Regions from separate parts of the Hordeum vulgare genome. Here region 1 is linked to region 2. Evidence: chromatin contacts called from public HiChIP or PLAC-seq data. All regions are on one chromosome and are shown on one strand. The core of a region is the stretch at or near the end of the contact, and the rest is flanking DNA. Distances in the headings are between cores, read along the strand shown.

What was found. HiChIP or PLAC-seq counts read pairs in DNA pulled down with a chosen protein or histone mark.
Region 1: an H3K4me3 HiChIP or PLAC-seq map of embryo shows a contact between it and region 2, with 6 times the contacts expected there. The contact joins the promoter of LOC123403341 here to the promoter of LOC123406116 in region 2. A contact is called at or near these places in 2 of 6 Hi-C or Micro-C datasets (leaf and seedling) and 1 of 1 datasets of contacts at active chromatin or transcription factors (embryo).

The regions. Positions count from the first base shown.
Region 1 is chr6H:53,525,222-53,527,921 of MorexV3_pseudomolecules_assembly, forward strand. It overlaps LOC123403341, which reads right to left and starts at 1,296. Exons shown (of 3, transcript XM_045097284.1): 1 at 1-1,296. The coding sequence starts at 1,259.
Region 2 is chr6H:53,152,682-53,155,506 of MorexV3_pseudomolecules_assembly, forward strand. It overlaps LOC123406116 (cycloartenol synthase), which reads right to left and starts at 1,277. Exons shown (of 18, transcript XM_045099602.1): 1 at 760-1,277. The coding sequence starts at 960.

The DNA of each region.
Region 1 (2,700 bases), core at 46-2,545, 370 kb after region 2:
TGGAGCTGCTTGTGATCATATTCACAGATCTTTTTCAGCTCCGCTGTCTCGAGACAAAAGGATAGGAGCAGCTGAGGAACTTCAGTATAGCCGTCATACGCGGTACGCAGGTACACTATTCCATCTGTAACGTCCATAACATGCACGACGACATAAGCATCGTCTTCAACCTCGGTGAGCTGATTGATCTTTTCCAGTTTGAACGTCTGGTCCAGCTTCCACCTCTCAACACCGTCGTATTCATCGGGTCTCCAGAAAAAAACCAGGAGCTCGCAGCCACCCCACGGGTCAGGGGAGACGATGCAGGGCCTGCCATCCTTGGCATTACCAAGCACGAAATCACACTCACGGTTGCTGCCTTCTTCGACCCCCAAGAGCGGCGGCAGGTCCATCCTGGAGAAGTGCATCGTGGCGGTGTTGAGCACGGTGATGTAGGGCGTCCCTGGGTGTGTCCAGTAGAGGGACCCGTTCACCATTTTACCGGTGGCTCCCGCTGCTCCCGGGATCAAAGCCTCGGGGAAAATCTGCCAATCGATCTCGGTGCTGCCTGGCGAGATGACGCCGACGGAGGCGTACAGGAAGCCGCAGTCGAAGCAGACCACACGGGGCGGCGAGCCGGGGTCCTCTTCCGAGGAGGAGGAGATTATGTGGAACTGAAAGGTCAGGGAGCTTTTGAAGATGCCCGGCGGCGAGGGGAAGAGATGCAGCGCCCGCGTGAGAGGGTTGTAGGCGGCGATCTGCCTGGCCCGCCGGTTGAAGAGGACGACGTAGCCGTCGCTGCATCGCTCGATCTCCCACACCGGGGAGGGATCCTCCTCCTCCTCCTCTTCTTCGTCGTCGTTGTCCTCCTCGTCGTTGTCCTCCTCGTCTTCGTCTTGGTCGACGCAGCAGTCTTCATGGTCGTCGTCTGGGTCCGGGAGGCCGTTGAGCCCGAAATCGCCGCCGCGGACGGCGGCGGCGAAGTCCCGGTCGGAGCGGCGGTGGCGGGCGTCGAAGGAAGGGACGCCGGGCTCCCATTTGTGGACGAGGGGCTGGATGAAGAGGCCGACGAAGGGAGACGGGTGGAGATCCCGGAAGCGGCGGCGGAAGGCGGGGGACGAGCGGACGGCGCCAAGGAAGGAGCGGCACGCGAGGGCGGCGCGGACGAGGGTTGGGAGGGCCGGGAGGTGGAGGAAGACCTCGCGGAGGAGGTCGTCGTCGAGATCATGTATGGTGGTGGGACGTCTCGCCGGCGGCGGAGGCGGCGACGGCTGTGCCATCGCTCGAGGGAGACCTAGCGAGTAGTCGGGGAGGCGAATGGGTTGGTCTCGTGTCGTCTCAACTCCGAAGAAACGAACTTTATCCGTCAGAGGGTACGACCCAGGTCCGTAGGGAAGGCTGAGTGGGCCGGCTGACCAAGGCTACAGTTCTGTCCATTTTCCACTACCTGGACCAGCCCAGTTCGAGGTAGTTTGTGTTTATTTTTTAGGATTTTGGTTCACATCTTTACCTAATCTTTACCTAATAATAAAGAGGCTATTGCTTCCGTCGGAAAACCCACTGCTGTCGTTTTTTTAAAAAACCACTGTCTTTTAGGTAATTAAACCCGCAGTACCTTTTTATGTGTTACGAACAGGAAAACGTTTAATTTTTGCAGAGAGCCCCCTATGGCATTGGATAAGAGAAACGCATCTCGGCTGACAAAAAACGCACGAGAGGAATATCGGTTCTGCCCTCATAATCCCACATCGATTCTTCACATATAATTTCATCACTTTATATACATGCGCCTTGGTGATTTTACAAGAGGCAACGGAAATCAACAGAGGAACAAATTCGAGAAGAAGAAATTGGAATGACACGAACAGAGGTGGAGCCGCGAGACAGAGGGGGTTAGGGGCGAAGGAAAGGGGTTGGCACCGGCGATGCATAGGTGGAGGTGGGGGCGTCGGGGTTAGAGGATTCAGGCAACTGGCGGGGTAAGGCTTGCCGGAGACGCAAGAAGCACCATGGGGGCGGAAGAGAAAAGAGAGGAGACCGGGGGTAGGAGTACCGGCTGGCGCTCGGGCACTGGAGCTGGCCCCGTCGCCCCCAGTCTCCAGCAACCCTCCACAATGGCCCCCTAGGCTGACCTCGCAGACGCACACCATGGGAGGCGGTCACGAGGTGCAGAGGTGGGAGGCGGTGGAGGAGCAGAGGAGGAGGGAAGTGTGGGCGCCATTGGAAGGGGTAGTCGGGGAGATTGGGGATCCACTGGGGCTCTCTCCCCTAGCGGCACGGGGTGGAGGAGAGGAGGGGGGCTGGGGATCGGGCTAGGTTAGGGGATTTAGGAATGGGTAAGGCTGGGCCTTGACAGGCCTAATGGGTTGTGCACTACTACTCTCTCTCTTTCCTTTAATTTCTTTCTCTAAATTCTTTAATTAAAAATGTGTGGTATTATTTTTTCCCGTTGCAACGCACGGGTCCTTTTGCTATAATAATAAAGAGGCTATTGCTTCCGTCGGAAAACCCACCACGGCATTTTTATAAAAAAGCCCCTGTAATTTTTGTTATTCAACCCGCACTCCATCATTTATCTGCAACGCAAAAGGAAAAAAACGATTCGCTAAAAAATTATACGCGTACGCATCGCCTCCTCCCGTCGACCCTCGGCCACCCTGGCCTGTGCCCAGGCCGCCACCACACCACTCGCCGCCACGGCCGACCTCAACCGCCACCGCT
Region 2 (2,825 bases), core at 27-2,526:
CCTTCTGACCCCAAATGCTGCTATAAATATCGATAGCTACGGTTCAGCTGAATATTGAATTGCTTAAATCGAGGCTGCTACAGGATACAATCTCCTCGCTTGCTCTTTGGGTTGCTTGATAAAAACACAGCTGTAATACAGTTGGAACATGGTTTCTATTAATGGAAAGAAAGGAACTGCAGGCTTGGTGCCTCTCGTTCACAGAACCAAGTACCCACCGTCAGCTAGCACTTGCCGATCGCGTGCACTGTATGTGCTTCTGTGGTGGTGGGCATTAATTCATAGCTGAAGTAGGAGTCGGCCCATCCAGAGCGCAGCGCTCGCGTGTCGGATATATTCATAGTATGTAGGCAAGATCGGATCTCAGCATACTCGCTGCGCATTAAAACGTTTGCCGAGTGGTGTAGGGGAGGCTTGGCAGTGGTAGTATGGTGCTGCACCCAATCTTCCTTGCCATAGAAAGGTTGCTGCATATATACTGTACTCCCGCAGCGCATTAAAATCGTTTTGAAGGGTATGGCGGCTCGCTGGCAGCTACCTTCTGGCGCGGCTGCCGGCTCGCTGCTGCCTTGATTGAGCAGTACGCGATGACTAGTCGTCCGAGGTCGCGGGCGGACTCATCCAGTTGGGAAAAAATGTACAGTAGTGGCTACGGTAGGAAAAAAAACTGTGGGCCGTCACGGAGCCACCCGGAATTCGAAATCGTGGCATGCAGGGCAGGCGCAGCGGCGACCGAGGGGAGAGGGGCGGGAGGGCTACCTGGATGCGCATGGGGAGGTCGGCGCTGTGCTTGAGGCGGTGGCGGCGCGCGGCGAACTCCCGGCGCGCGGCGTCGACGGCGGCGAGGGCGTCGGGGTCGTCGGCGGCGGCGTCGAACTCCCAGACCTGGCGACCGACGTGCGCGTTCTTGGTGCGCAGCCACGGGTCGGCCCCGCCCTCCGCGATCTTCAGCCGCCACATCCCTTCCTCCGGCGACGAACCGAACGGCGCCACGCAACCGCCGCCGGCAGGGCACTAGCGGCAGGGGGCGAGGGCGGAGCGGGCAATGGGCGAGATCTGCCGCCCCGATCCGGCGAGGAATTAGTTAATGGGGCTTCGGATCGCGCGGGGCGGGGCGGGAGTGGGGTTTGGAGCTGGACGGGAGCGAGCGCGCGGTGCGGCGATGTGGCGTGGCGTGGCGTGGCCTTTTTGGCTCGGCGCCTGCGGCCGCCTCTGACCCGCTCGTGGAGGTGGAGGTGGAGGGGAGAGGGGGTTGGGGTTTTGTGGGCAGGTGGCGGAGCGTGATAGGTGTCAGCGTCCTCGTAGCACCGTGATGCCGTACGATCTGATCCCCGTCGACGACGTCCAGCTCATCGTCCAACCAGCACCACTAGTCTCTCTCTCTCTCTCCCTCCTTTTCATTTCTTGTACAGTATGCGGGAACTCATAACTGCCCATCCCTCGCTGGCAAAATTTCGTCTGAATCAGGATCTCCGAGGGTAGGTTGAATGGCAGCAACTGACGGCTCAAGACTCGCGTGATGAATCCCGTATCGTCATATGGCGACAGGATGTAAGACCATACCGTCAACGGTCTCCACTAATAGGGTGGTTGATCGTGTGTGGGCATGTTCTATAACCTGGAATCGTCAAAAATTACGGTATGGTTACCCGTCCTACCGCTAGGTTCTTTGACAGTAGAGTGTGTTTGCAGTGCAATTTTTACACACATTTTGTATGTTTTTTATATAAATTTTGTGATAACAATAGGGAAACGATTTGCTCAACCGGTTGATCTTCACGCGAGCATCCGTCGACTCTTTTGCTCGACACGTGGTCGAGGACAGGGCCTCGTAAACAGCTTATATCCCTTTCTGCCTCATCTTTCCAAGGAAGCACATGAGCCACATGTTTTCTTCCTTCCTAGGCTCATGCATTTGTTTCTGCAACATTACCTTTGTTGCAAACGGCAATAGCGAACAACGGCGGTGCTGCTATGATATTGGTCGGCAATGGCGGTGACATTTCTGGAGCATCATCTTCATTGTAAAAATTTCCGCAACATCACTTACGTTACAAAAGTTTCTTCCGAAACAATACCTATGTTGTCAAAAGACGAAGATTTTTTATGCAACCTGGCCTATGTTGCAAAAGTTTTCTGTAACATGACCTTTGTTGCAAAAGTTTCTTCCGCAATAGTATCTATGTTGCAAAAATACGAAGAATCTTTTTGCAACCAGACCTGTATATGTTGCAAAAGTTTTCTATAACATGACCTTTGTTGCAAAAAATTCTTACGCAATAGTACTATGTTGCAAAAAGATGAAGAAAAAAAATCAACCTGACCTATGCTGCAAAAGTTTTTTGCAACATGACCTTTGTTGCAAAGATTTTTTGCGACATGACCTATGATGCAAATGTTTCTGCAACATTAACTCTGTTGCAAAAGTTAAAAACGCCGCTCAGCCTCTCGATGACACAGGATCTGACAGCTTGCAATCTGGGTGATCTTTTAAAAAGATCAGTCGGTGGACGCGTAACATCCCCCATAACAATATTATAGCCTTAAAAACAAAAATATGAAAATCTCACACAATATAACATGTATCAGACCTTGACATGAATAATAACTCAACTCATAAACATATCACGCATAGCAAATAGTACCAAACGGTTTCACATAGCAAATAACAAATAGTTCGACAAATACCTAATAGTTTGACAAAGCCAACTTCACTTGCTCCTTCCCCTCTTGGAGGTACGGTCCTCATTGTTCTTTGAACACTCTCATGATCCTTCTTCTTGCGTTGACGAGGATGATGTTTCTGAAATAGGGATGGACTATTC